Regions from separate parts of the Mus musculus genome. Here region 2 is linked to region 1. The links are chromatin contacts, called in public HiChIP or PLAC-seq maps. All regions are on one chromosome and are shown on one strand. Each heading gives the region's core, a stretch centred on a gene start, on an enhancer-like site or on the middle of the called end of the contact. The rest is flanking DNA. Distances are from core to core; before and after follow the strand shown.

Region 1 (6,841 bases), core at 1,087-3,586:
ACAGTGTATTCATAAAAATAAAATAGGGCTGGAGAGATGGCTCAGCTATTAAGAGCACCAACTGCTCTTCCAGAGGTCCTGAATTCAGTTCCCAGCAACCACATGGTGGCTCACAGCCATCTGAAATGGGCATCTGATGCCGTCTTCTGCTGTTTCTAAAGACAGTGACTATGTACTCACATATATGAAATAAATATGGCCGGAGCGAGCGAGTGGGGTAGAAAAAAGTGGGTTCAGGGGATCAAACTCAGGTTGTCAGACCTGCATCACAACAGCTATTCCCCACGGAGCCATCTTGCCAGGACTGTTGTCAGCTTTCGTGATAGGGTTTCATTCTGTAGTCAAGCTGGCTTTGTGCTCAATGCTGTCCCCCTGCCTTGGCTTCCCAAACACTGGGATCAGAGCCATGCACCACCAGTTCTGGTTTTATGTTGTGTTAGGGATCAAACTCAGGGCCTTGTGCATGCTAGGCAAGCACTCTGTGCAGTGAGCTCCAGCTCCAGCTGGATTTCCCTCCAGGAGCTACTTGGAGAGACCCGGGAGATCTTCCTGGGCTCAGGAAGGATGAGCAGAATGGGATCTCCGGGAAGAGGATCAGGGCGGGTCTCCTGCACTTTCTATAGTCGTCTCCTAGCAACCCTCTATCCAGTCTACAGCGCGCCTCTTCTCTGCCTGTCTCCAGGTCCTGCCAAGGACATGCAGCCCACCATGAAGTTCGTGATGGACACATCAAAGTATTGGTTTAAGCCAAGCATCACTCGAGAGCAAGGTAAAGCCAGGACTGGGTCCCAGAGGACAGGCCACTCAGTAATCATATCAACTCAGTAACCATGCGAAGCAGGCAGATGGGGCCCCAGGTCATGGTTAAAAAAAAAAGCAGGTGACAAACAGCAGGCAGCGGAAGTGTGGGTGACCTGCTGGCCTCATTAGGAAATAACCAAAACATGCAGAAAGTAGACTGGAGAAAGACTTCCTGGGGACAAATGGTTGTGTGACATCCCTATGCGGATGGGATTAGAGAGTGGGAGAGTGGATGGCCTTCTAACTGAAGACTGTTTCAGCAATCAATCTCCTGAGGACGGAGAAGCCGGGTGCCTTTGTCATCAGGGACAGTTCCTCCTACAGAGGCTCCTTCGGCCTTGCCCTGAAGGTACAGGAGACTTCCGCATCTGCTCCAAACCGACCAGGTATGTATGTACATCTTTTGCTTGATCACCTTGGAGCCCCCACCATGGTTGACTCTGCCCCAGCTTGACAGTGACTATCAGGGTGACTCCAGGGAGGACAGTCTACCTCTCAGCTCTCCCAGCCCACCCTCTAGCACCTAGGCACCATGGAGACCAACTCTGAAAGCCTGAGATGCCCCTGCCTCCCCAGATTCCCTATTCCACCCTTGAAAAAAGGTCCCAGCCTCTCCTCAGGCTGCTGTCTTCTGGGCACCTCTGTCTAGCCTGGACTCATCTCCAGGAACCTAATATAACTAATGTATTTGTGGGCTTATCACACTCCCGATAGCTTATCATTCATAAAATAATTTGCCATGTGTTCAGTAGCTCATCCTGTGTGAGAGAGCTTAACATGTGTGTAATGGCCCACCTATAATCTCACGTGGTCATCTGGTAACTCAGCACACGTCTCTTGAGAGATCTAGAAGATCTATCTATACCAGGCCCTGTGTAAGGAACCAGGCATGTGTATAGAGGGCTCGCGCACAGAAACTACCTTACTGGGGAGGCAGATGAGAATAAATCATGCCAGTACTACAAAGTCCCAGGGTAGTAGTCCCCTCACTTAACCCAATTAGGAGTGAATGACCTCCAAGGAATTTAAGGTGTAGAATGAGGGTAGACCCCCCAACCTTGTCCTGTTAACAGGGATTTGGGGAGTTGGCTCAGAGGTAGAAGTATTGCTTAACATGGGTTGTAGCCACAGCATAATGTTGGGAGTGGGGGATTCAGCAACTTCTGGGGCAGGCTTCGATTTTCAAAGAAGCCTTGCAAGAGGCAATGAGCCCAGATGAAGGAGTAAGCTGTGGTGGGTGGGGTCAGAGCCAGCTCTGCTCCAACAGGGATGAGCTGATAGGAAATAATGGCACCTGGGATGGGTGGGTGAGTTTCAAAATACAGACCCCTCTGTGCAAACGTGCTAGCACCTTGGAGTCCATGAAAACAGGTTTCCTATCTGCACCTCCACGGGGAGGCAGAGGGTATCATGACAGCCTGGGGTAGACCTGGGAGAAGTGGGCAGGGCCAAGCTGGCCAGGGTCTGGCTAACACAAGGATCTGAAACAAAACTCCTTCCTTCTTTGTCTAGGCGAGGACAGCAGTGACCTTATCCGTCACTTCCTGATTGAGTCTTCGGCCAAAGGAGTACATCTGAAAGGAGCAGATGAGGAGCCCTACTTTGGTAAGCCTCCCCAGCCACTAGCAGCCTCCCCAGCCACTAGCAGCCTCCCCAGCCTCCCCAGTCTCCATGCCTCTGGGCTTGGCTTCCTGCACTGTGAAGGGGTCTGAGAAAGCTCTACTCACTGAGAGTTCCCTTCTCCCTTGCAGGGAGCCTCTCTTCCTTCGTGTGCCAGCACTCCATTATGGCCCTGGCCCTGCCCTGCAAACTCACCATCCCACAGAAAGGTAGGTCAAAGCTGTCGGTCCCACTAAAAAGGCTTCCAGTGGCTACTTCAACCTTGTTTATGAATTTTATTAGGGCCAGTGTGGCATGTGCTTGCTCTGGACCAGGTCCGTGTGGTCCTCCACTTCCCGCCTGTGAGAATTTAAGGATGTTTATGCTTCTGAGCCTCGGTGCCACTGCCATGCCATGCCATTCCCCACCACCACCACCACCACCCACACACACACACACACACACAAATAAGAACAACCATCGACCAGATTCAGTGAGATTTTTCAGGCCAGGCTTACTACACAGTGCCTGGTTCAGAGTAGACCTTAGGGCAGTGTTTCTCAGCCTGTTTTGGTTAAGGGTTGAGCCACCCTTTCACAGGGGTCTCGTATCAGATACCTTGTGTATCAGATGTTTACATGACAGTTCATAACAGTAGCACACTTACAATTACGAAGTAGCCATGAAAGTAATTTTATAGTGGGGGTCACCACAGCATGAGGAACTGTATTAAAGGGTCGAAGCCTTAGAAAGGTTGAGAGCTGCTGCCTTAGAGAGTCAGCAGCCTTCTTTGAAAGGATAAAAGAGCCTAAATCCAACAGCTGACGAACGCGTCTGATGTTATTCTCCAAACGTACGCCACTACCACCCCCTGTATAACTCTTGCCTACTGCCCCATTTCATTGGTAACAAATGAAGCTGTGGCCTTTGCCTATAATCCCAGCAGGATGACCAGGAGCTTAAGGCTACAGAGTGAGTTCTAGTTCAGTCAGCACAATATAATAAGACTGATAAAAAATAATAATTTTTAAAAAATGTCTGGCAGTGGTGCTACAATGCCTTTAATCCCAGCACTCAGGAGGCAGAGCCTGGTGGGTCTCTGTGAGTTCAAGGCCAGCCTGGTCTACAGAGAGAAACCCTGTTTTGTGGGCAGGGATGGGGGTGGGGAGTGGGGGTAGAGGGGACCCCAAGCCCAGGTCAGCAGCCTCATCCACTGGAGCTTCTGGACCAATGGGTCATCTCAGTTGCGCAGGAATGAAGGTGAAGAGGGGACAGGAAGAGCCAGCCCTAAACAAGCGATGGAGACAGCATCCCTACTCTTGAAAGAGGGGGCTAGGATGGGGTCCAAAAGAAGAAGTCTGGGGCTTGTGAGGAAGTGGTCTGAGCAGCGGGGCCAGGACCTGGGAGGCCGGGGATAGAGGTAGGAAGGGATCAAAGACTTGCAAACCAGGTAAGGTTGTCCTTGTTTCTGTAATTGAGGCAATCACACCTGGCTTCCCAGCCTGTCATCCCTGTGGGAGGCTGTGGGAGATGTTCAAAGGGATTCTTGAGGGCTGCTCCCCTGAGAGAGGTCCGCTCATTCCACCCTCTCCCCTGGGCATTTCCCTTTGCCTCTGCTCAGAACTGGGAGGTGCAGAGCCAGCATCGGACTCCCCCACACACGGCCAGACCTCCTGCCTGAAGATATCAGCCGGTAAGTGGTATAGGGGAGGCGCCAGGCTCACTGCAACCCTGGAGACCACTCCCCAGCCCTACACACACACACACACACACACACACACACACACAGGCCCACACATGCTTTCCATTACTGCTTTGTTTCTACAGCTTTAACAACCCACTGCCCCCCTCCTCGGCTCCATAAACCCAGAGATGAGAGGTTGATGCTGTGGGCCAGTGGGGAGGGAAGAAGAGTGTTGGGGGCAGGGGGTGGGTAAGCTGAAAGCCAACACCCCTTGCACACACTGTACACGGATCTATACTAGGGCCTTTCTGTGTTTGAGATTCCTGCCCTGGGGGTGGTCTCCAGGTCTGGTTCCTCGGTGGGGGATGAGGTCTGAGTCATATGGATTTCAAAGCCCTAGTCCTCTCCCCACTTCAGAGGCTAAGCATCCATCAATACTCAGTGACAGCTCCTATTTTGTGCCCCACTCCCCAGATCACAAAGGCTGTCCTCCTTTCTCTCTCTATGCTCGCCACGGGGGTAGGATAGCCCTAAGTAGAGGAAAAACAGTTTTGGTCACCCTTGTACTCCAAGTATTTTTGGTGGCTCTAAAAGAATCCCATGGATTCCTAATGCAGAAAGGCATTTCTTCCCCCATCCCTGTCCCTGGGCAAAGGAAGGACCAGAATCCAGGGATCCACACACACTATAAGACCCTGGCTACAGATCCTGTTTCCTATCTGTACCCCACAGGTTGCCACACACTGTACCTGAGTTCTGTGAGTGTGGAGACCCTGAGCGGAGCCCTGGCTGTGCAGAAGGCTATCTCAGTCACCTTGGAGAGGGATGTCCTCCCCACACCCACTGTCGTCCACTTCAAAGTCACTGAACAGGGCATTACTCTGACAGACGTCCAAAGGAAGTAAGAGCCTCTCCTAGCTCCTGGGCTGTGAGGCTAACTTAGGAGTAGGGCTGGAAGGAAGGCCAAAGACAGACAGAGGGTCAGGGCCCTGGATCCAGAAGGGGTGGTAAATGCTGGGTGACACCAGATGAGTCCCCTACCTTCCCTAGGCCTCCTGCATTGGTCCTAACAGGCATGAAGTTCAGTGGTTTTCATTGGGTGCCAACTAAGTCTAGGTAGGCCAGACACTAATGACTCCTAGACAGTGTGGAATGACCACACCTCCTCCCAGGACTCAATCTAGCCAGAACCTTCCTTAATTTAACCAGGAGGGCAAGGGTAGACCAAGATGTAACTCCTGCCTTCAAAAAAACAAGAATGGCATTGGGGGGACATGTCCAAAGACCCCAATATAAAAGCATAAGGCAGACGTATTCCGTGGGAGGAGAAGACACAGCCTGTGTGTCCAGTTCCAGCAGTAAGAAACCATGACAGGTCATGAGAATCCTACTATGACAGGATGTGTGACCTTTGGGGGAGCCAGAAATGCTGAGATGGGGGCATGGCACAGGAATAAACCCTCACCAGCCCGGCTCTTCTCCCTGCATCTACTCAGGGTGTTCTTCCGACGGCACTACCCACTCAGCGCCCTCCGCTTCTGTGGAATGGACCCCGAGCAACGGAAGTAAGTTGCTGATCCAAGCTAAGAAGGCTGCTCCAGGCCTAGCTGCCCTCCATAGCATCTGCTGACTCTGGTACTGCAATAGCAGAGACAGCCTGTGAACACTAAGAGGTCAGGGACCAGGCAAGGTGGGACATGGCAGACATCGTGCCTCAGCTCCCACTGTTTGTCAGGGTCCTGAAGAACAGAGCCCCATCACTCACTCCTGTCCTGTCCCTTTCTTTCAGGTGGCAGAAGTACTGCAAGCCTTCCAGGTAAGCTCCTCCTACTACTCAGTGGCTCTAAGAGGTGGCCCTGTGCCAAGGCCCCAATGGGGGAAGCCCGGGTGTGATAACATACACTTGTAATTCCAGCATGCAGGAGGCAGAGGCAGGAGGATCACTGTGAATTTGAGGTCAGCTTGGTCTATATAGTTAGTTCCAGGCAGGCCTTGTCTATGTAGTCAGTTCAAGGCTAGCTAGCTAAGGCCACATAGTGAGAGATAGGGAGGAGGGAGGGGGAGAGAGAAGCAAGGGAGTGAGGGAGTGAGGGAGTGAGGGAGGAAGGAAGGAAGGAGGGATGGATGGATGGATGGATGGATGTGGAGCCATGGGTGTGGGGGAAAGAGGGGAGAGAACTCGCGTCCCGCCAGAGTTCCGGTGCTCTGGGCAGGCGGAGGCTGGAGGACTGCCGCACGTGGCCTGGGTGGGTATCTGGCTATGTGAAGCCACTGACCCCAGCTCAGCGGGTGGTGGACAAGTGGCAGTCCTAGGCACCAGGTTCCCAGCCTCCAGCATCCCACACTGAATAATGCAGAAAAGCTGAGAACAAATGGGGGCCCTGAGCAGCTGGGTCAGCTCCGGGGCTGAAGGGAGGAGAGGGCAAGGGGAGAGAGTGTTTGATGGTTCCCACATGGGCGAGAGTCCTTGGTCCAGTCTGTGGCTGGAGCACAGGAGATTAGACAGGGCTCGTTAGGGGAAAGTCTATCCCATCATTTAAGCACAGCGGGCCTTTATGAGCAGAGACAGTCTATGGTTTTAGAGCTTTATTGTAGAAAGGCAGGGGGAAGGAGAGAAGGTAGAAAGAGAGAGGCCAGCCATGGCCATGTGGAGAGAGGGGGGAAAGAGAGAGAGAGAGAGAGCTAGAGAAGAGAGTAAGAAAGGTGAGAGCTTAAAGAGAGAGGAGGGGCCAAGCAGCCCCTTTTATAGTGGGCTGG
Region 2 (6,841 bases), core at 1,910-4,409, 110 kb before region 1:
CATTTAATGGAGTGGCCCACGCGAGCAGTTTCTTTACTGCACCCCCCTTGCATACAGTCTTCATTCTCTATAAGGTTCTACTGTTCCATAAAACGTTTACATTTTTTGCATGATTTTTTTTTCTTGTTAATCTGTCTTTTGTTACAGAAATCCAGGCAAGAACTCAAAAGGGTTAAAGTTGGGTGAGGGAGAGTCCCTTGCTTACAAAATCAACTTTTCCACTCCTGGTCTGAGTTGTTCTAGGTCAGTGCAGCTGAAATGCCGGATAGTTAGCACAGGACCGTTTGGAAGTCTGGTAGCCTGCAACAAGCCAACTTATTTACAAGCATTTTACTGCACTAGGATCAAGAAAGGAGAGTAAGCCTGGCCTGGAGGCTCACACTGAACGACTTCAGCACTTGGAAGTTGACGTTGGAAGATTGCTGTGAATTTGAAGCCAGTCTGGCGGGCTACATGAGTTTCAGGCCAGCATGGGCCACACTGTGAGACCCAGTCTCAAAAAAAGAAGGAAGAGAAGAGCCAAGGGGGAGCGGGACCAGAGAAGTTTACAAGCATAGGGACTGCATCTCACCCAAGCATCCTTTCTCTGACAGCACTTCCTGATGGGAAGGTTAAGGGGAGAAGCAATAATCCCAGGGCTGATAGCGCCTGTGATGCGCTGTTACAAACCACCTGAAGTGGCAGGTTAGGAGCCGCCTCTTCTGCTTGGCCTCTAGCGCCCTCTACAGGAGCTTGGCAAGAACTGGCCGCAGGGACCTCGGACAAAATCTGACTCCGCTCAGTTTGAGATTGAGGAAGGGCATTTTACCACAACTGTGGGAAAGTCCCTGGGCTAACTGAAACAAGTTGGTCATCTCGCTAAATAAAGCTGAACCTAAGCTATATACAGGGATCGGACAGGGACCCGTGCGACCCTACCTTCATCTTTACGGTTGAAATGAGAACAGAGAATGAAAATGGGAACTTTCTGACTCAGTCAGTGGGACAGAACGCTGTGTCAGCCGTGGCAGCCCAGGCTGGGCAGAGAGGCTGGTAACTTTAAGTTTCCTTTGGGCCGTTAATCATTGGTCTTTCACTCATTCAACATTATTCAGTATCTGCCAAGAGCCTTACTTGGCTCAGATGAGGTCCAGTGTGATATGGTCCCCGTGCTTTGTCAAGTGGAAGAGCAATTTGAGCATAGGACAGGACCCAGGTGGCTACAGGACCTCCGAGTTGCACACTGGAGCACCAGGGCCAGCTCCCAGGGTAGCCTCTCCCAGTCCAGTGCCCTCTGCTTTGCACTGGAAAAGATTGATTCGGAGTCAGAACAACTTTGAAAGCCCGGAGGCCTGGGTGGAGTGGGGGGTAGGGATAAATCATATAAAAGTGTGTTTTTATACATTCCAGTGTCAGTGTTTGGGAAAGACTGTTCTGTGGCCTAGTTGTATTGAGAATAAGGGTATGTGACATGGATTGTAGATGAGACTGGCTGGGAAGGACACATCATGGTGGCTTTCTCTTACTTCCTTTGGGCTTGGGCTTGGGCTTGGTTAGGGTTTGGAGTCTCAGGACTGGAAGAGGAGCAGGAGGTCACAGTGGTTAGAAGAGGTGCCAGACGTTCTGCTGGACAAAGATCAAGTGCAGGGGCCATTTGTCATTCTTTCGGGGCTAAAGAAAAGCATACTGCCCAGGGTCCCTTCCCACTCACGCTCAAAGACAAGCCCTGGACCCCTGGGCAGGATGACTGCTCCAAGGGTGGGATTCAGTCTGGGCTGAGAACCAGAGCTCTTCCCAGTCTCCTCCCCTCCACTTCTCCCCTCTTGTTCCAGCTTAGCCCTGTCCCATCTCCTTCTCTCTGTTTTCTAAGAGAGAAGGGCCCAGTTCTAAGAACTCTCCGCCAGCCATCCCTCCGAGGGACAGTCATCCTCCTCCTGCCTTCTCTGCCTCACAGGACCACACAGGTGAGAGCCACCCAAGGTTTCTCATTTCTTTCTTCGGTCTTCACGATTCTCCTCGGAGCTGGGCCCAAGGCTCCTGCTGCTCAGAGCTTTCCCCTTTCCCTGGCTCTGCAACACTGATAGCAAATCCTGACTTGCATACAACGGAAGGCAAATCCTGCCTGACAGCCTGTCTGCTCTTCTGTGCTCGGGAAGACACGGGGGTAAAAGAAGAGGTAGGGAGGCGAACTCCACCTGAGGGTCTGGAGAGATAAAGTCTCACGGGGCCAGGATTTTAGACTCAGGGGACCCTTAACCAAGGCCCTTGGGAATGATAGACCAGTTTGTTGGCCTGGGGAGCACACAGAACGCTTTGTAAATGGGCTATGACATTATAGAAATCAACCAAGCCTGCAGGGTTGGGAGGAGGGTTAGTTTTTAGGGTGAGACCGGAAAGATTCTACACAGGTTTGTGCCGGCGACTTCTGTCTCTGTTGGTACACAGTGGGGTGAATGATGGGGGAGTGGAGGGGAATGGTGACCTTTGAAGATGATAACCTCTGACCCCAGAGCCTTGTTTCCAAGTAGATGAAGCTATTACATGTTCTGTGTTCCACCGCTAGTCTCTTTCCTTTAGGTTAACCTGTCCTTCTCTGTCAAGGGCTGCCTTCCCTGGGGAGAAGCCTTGAGCACTGAGATGGGGGTTGAGTGGAGAATTTGAGACAGTGACTTTCTTGATGTCCTAGGGGACTGAATGGACAAGAAGCATCCAGGTGTTTGTGGCCTTACGCAAATGCTCTCAGGCTTTCTGTGAAGTGCCATGCAGGAGGTGACGGAGCTGTGGTATAAGGCCGGCTCTTGTTTGCATTAAGTTGGCCTTGGGTCCCTATGCAGTTGAGAACCTGTTCTGGTGGCTTTTCTTCCTCCTTAATTATCGGGGCCCAATCTGAGTGCCCTGAGAATGCTACCTCTTGTTTATGGTCCTGCAAGGAATCTCAGAAACTCCAGCATCTCCCCAGACTGCATCATTCCCTCCTTCCCAAATGGCCAGACCTGAACCCTCTCCTAGGACTATCCCCCCTGTCAGAAACAAAAAGAATAAAATTGGGGCAGCTCAGAAGTCTACCTTCCACTGGGGGAGCTCTAAGGACCAAATGAGAAAGGCTGTGAATGGGGGAGCAGGCTACAGAAAAGCCCTAAGTGCTCCTCAAACCCAAGGGGGTTTTGGTTGTTGTTGTACTGTAAGAGGTACTGTAAGAGAACTCTCCCCTCTTGTTCTCACTTCCTCTTCTCTGCCTCAGGCCCAGGAAGGGGAAAATCCTTCAGATTCGCAGCTGACATAATAGAACTAAGACAACACTGGTAGAGTTCCATTCTCAACCAAGATTTTCTGAAAGACTCCGCAAAACTGGGTTCTGATGGTCCTATAATGATCATGGCCCTTAAAGAAAAAGAAAAAACAAAACAAAACAAAACACTGGATTGCTGGGCAGTGGTGGCACAAATCTTTAATCTGAGCATCCAGGAGACAGAGGCAGGCAGATTTCTGAGTTCAAAGCCAGCATGAACTACAGAGCGAGTTCCAGGACAGTCAGGGCTGCACAGAGAAACCCTGTCTTGAAAAACAAAATCAAAACAAACAAACAAAATCACTGGATCAGAAGAAACAATGTTAGAAGAACACTAAAGGCCTGCCAGTCTAACACTCCACTATACAGCCCTATGCAGATGTCCTCTAGGAAGGGAGAGTGACAGCCTTTTCCAGCAGCCCTGGAGAAGGCATTGGCCCCAATGTTATGCTAACTGCCTATGCCTACCATCCACTGGTTCTCAGTGTGGCTGTGATGGCATTTCAATTGCACAGAGAACCCAGGAATGCCCCTAGCCTGCTTCCCTTGCAACAGGGTCCAAGGGAAACCAGACTAAAGAATCAATAGAAAAAAATAGGGGTTCTCTGTAACTCCAGCAAGATTGGCACCAATGACATCATTAAGCTTAGGGAAGAGTTCCCCCATCTACTGAGAATCATAAAAAACAGTCATACTGTGTACTTATCCTTCAGGGTTAGCAAAGTTCAAAAGATGGTGCATGTCCCAAGGGGTTGGACTGTGTGAAGGTCATGAGTTGTGGCTGAAAAGTGGCCCTGGCTCACCTTTAAGAGACACTGAGCCTCATCACCTGCTGGATATGAACTACAACAATCTGATGAATGGCTACCCTGATGTTGAGATGCAATTTTGCCAAATCTCTACTTCCAACTACAGAGAGACATTACATGTTTGTCTTCTACCCAAAGATGTGGTCTATACATGTCCTCATAACCTGACTCATGGCAGGGATAGAGAAAAATTTGGTTAATTTCTATCCTTATGTCCCCAATGATGAATATATATCATATATTTGTGAACAAAATCTAGGAAAATGTCCAATGGAAGAGTGGATGGGTAAATGAGTGGCTAGGTTGGTGGGTAGATGGATGGATGGGTGAATGGGTGAATGGATGGATAGATGGATGGATGGATGAATGGGTAGATGGTGGGTGGGTGGATGGATGGATGGATGGATAGATGAATGGGTGAATGGATAGATGAGTAGTTAGATGGATGGGTAGGTAGATGGATGGTGTGATGACCAGGGAGTGACACCATCTGGAGGTGTGGCCTTGTTGGAATAGGATCTGGTTGGAATGGGTGTGTCACTGTGGGTGTGGGCATAAGATCCTAACCCTAGTTGCCTGGATGTCAGTCTTCCACTAGCAGCCTTTGGATGAAGACATAGAACTCTCAGCTCCTCCTGCGCCATGCCTGCCTGGATACTGCCATGCTCCCACTTTGATGGTAATGCTCCCACTTTGATGGTAATGGACTGAACCTCTAAACCTGTAAGCCAGCCCCAATTAAATGTTGGTTTTTTATAAGACTTGCCTTGGTCATGGTGTCTGTTCACCTAACTAAGACAGAAGTATAGATAAATGAGTGGATGGGTAGATGGATGGATGGATGGATGGATGGATGGATGGGTGGGTGGGTGAATGGATTGATATAGGTGTAGATACCAAGTGGTTATAGCCTGAGCCACCTGCTTCTAGGATTTTTGTATTAGAAAATATTAAAAGTCTTGGCCCAGTGCTTCCTCCCCACTTTAGACCATTTGTGTTCCCAGATGAAAGGCATACACAGCCTTCATATTTTTAATATGCCTTAGGCAGTACTGTAGCTAAGCACTTGCTTGCCCTCCATGCTGTTAGAATCTACTTTCCTATCAATACTACTAAGTTTCATCTAGGCTGCTCTTAGCTCCAACTGGCCAGCCCACATGGCCATATTTTTTACAGCTCAGCTAGCCCATGGTGGCTCTTCTTCCTCCTCTCCTCCATGTTCTCCTATTTAATAGTCGCTTCTCCTCCTCTTTCTCTCCCTCCTGGTCCTCCCTTCCAAAGCCTGCAACCCCCCAAATCTCAACCTCACCTATGCCTTTTCTGCCCAGCTATTGGCTACCGGAATCTTTATTCGCCAACCAGAATTAACCTGGAGGCAGGGTCCCAGGGACTACATGCAGACTCCAGGTCTTGGGGGCCTGGACTTAGCATTGCCATAGACAGTAAAAGACAAAACCTCAATACATTCTCTTTCAAGAACCTGTGTTCTTCAATAATAAGAGATGGAAGAAGTAGTTTAATGATAGAGTGCTTTGTGCATGACCCTGAGTTCTGACCCAGTACCGTAATAAGAAAATCAGAGAGAGATGAGTATGCCCTGAAACATAACTAGATGTGGGAAAGGCTTTGATTTCACCTGTCCACGGCACATTTGGAGGACATTGTACCTTTGTGTCTTGCTCCCCATGACCATGGCAACTCTTATAAAGGAAAACATCTAATTGGGTCTTGCTTACAGTTTCAGGGGTTTAGCCCATTTTTATCATGGTGGGGAGCATGGTAGCACAGAGGTACACATGGTCCTGGAGAAGGAGCTGCGGGTTCTACTGTAATGTCAAGGAAGTGTTAGTGAACCCCCAAAGGCCAGACAGGAGCCAATCCTATGTAAATCACACCAGGGCCTTTATTTGAGCCAACTTGGGCTCAGACCACCCCTGACATACAGGATAGTTTTGGTGGAGAGGAGCCCCGAGTATTTATTGGGGTAAGGTTTTATAGAAAGGGGCATGCGGGTGGGTGAGTGTTTCTAGCCTGGCAAGCATCTAATTGGAGAGCTACTCTGGCCTTTAGCATAATGGCTGGTGCTGGGAGTCAAAGCATAGACTTAACTTCTGTTTCCCTCTGCATTGCTGGGTGTTAGGCAGAGGGCGGGCCTGTCAGAAATTAACCTGGAAACACTGGATTTGTTGGGAGAGATTAATCTGGAGACATAGGTCTTGTTGGGGTTCGCCTAGAAACTGGAGCTAGGCTAGGGTTTTGTTGAGGAGTAACTTGGAAACTAATGCTGGCCTGTTAGTTTACCTGAGTTCAAACTTAGGTCAAGCTCTCTAAAATGGAGTCTGAACTTAAAAGGTTCGATCTCTCACTACATCTAGATCCGCAGACAGCATAAAGGAGGAGGGGGAGGGAGAGGAGGAGGAAAGGGGGAAGGAGAGAGGGAGAGGGAGGGGGAGAGGGAGGGGGAGAGGGAGGGAGAGACTGCTACCCCCAGTAGCACTTTTCCTCCAACAAGGCCACACCTCCCAATCCTTTCCAATAGTGCCACTCCCTGGTGAACAAGTATTCAGATCTCTTCACCTGTGGGGGCCACGTCCTTCAAACTACTACCCTCTGCCTCTCACTCTCCATCATTTGACGGTAACTTGCCACTGAGTGGAACTGACCTCTTAGTTTAATTTAAAGCATTTAATGGGAGCAGGTTGCATTATTAAAAGCTTCGGGGATGCCTGACAGCCACTTCACCATGGGCACCTCACCAACACTG

Evidence for each region. HiChIP or PLAC-seq counts read pairs in DNA pulled down with a chosen protein or histone mark.
Region 2: an H3K27ac HiChIP or PLAC-seq map of bone marrow-derived dendritic cells shows a contact between it and region 1, with 2.4 times the contacts expected there. The contact joins two enhancer-like sites. A contact is called at or near these places in 1 of 115 datasets of contacts at active chromatin or transcription factors (bone marrow-derived dendritic cells) and 3 of 9 other capture datasets (adipose tissue, liver and pancreatic islet).

Annotation. Positions count from the first base shown.
Region 1 is chr11:99,069,461-99,076,301 of GRCm38.p6, reverse strand. Tns4 (tensin 4) reads left to right here. Exons shown (of 13, transcript NM_172564.3): 5 at 683-769; 6 at 1,062-1,187; 7 at 2,314-2,406; 8 at 2,553-2,630; 9 at 4,022-4,093; 10 at 4,817-4,985; 11 at 5,581-5,649; 12 at 5,874-5,900. Among named protein-coding and RNA genes, the nearest start is that of Tns4, 16 kb to the left of the region's middle. Within about 2 kb of position 2,336, at least 34 of the 459 cell types and tissues checked have an H3K27ac peak or open chromatin away from gene starts, as enhancers often do. A contact at or near this core is called in bone marrow-derived dendritic cells, where this site is marked.
Region 2 is chr11:99,183,354-99,190,194 of GRCm38.p6, reverse strand. No RefSeq gene overlaps it. Among named protein-coding and RNA genes, the nearest start is that of Gm32249, 18 kb to the right of the region's middle. Within about 2 kb of position 3,159, at least 35 of the 459 cell types and tissues checked have an H3K27ac peak or open chromatin away from gene starts, as enhancers often do. A contact at or near this core is called in bone marrow-derived dendritic cells, where this site is marked.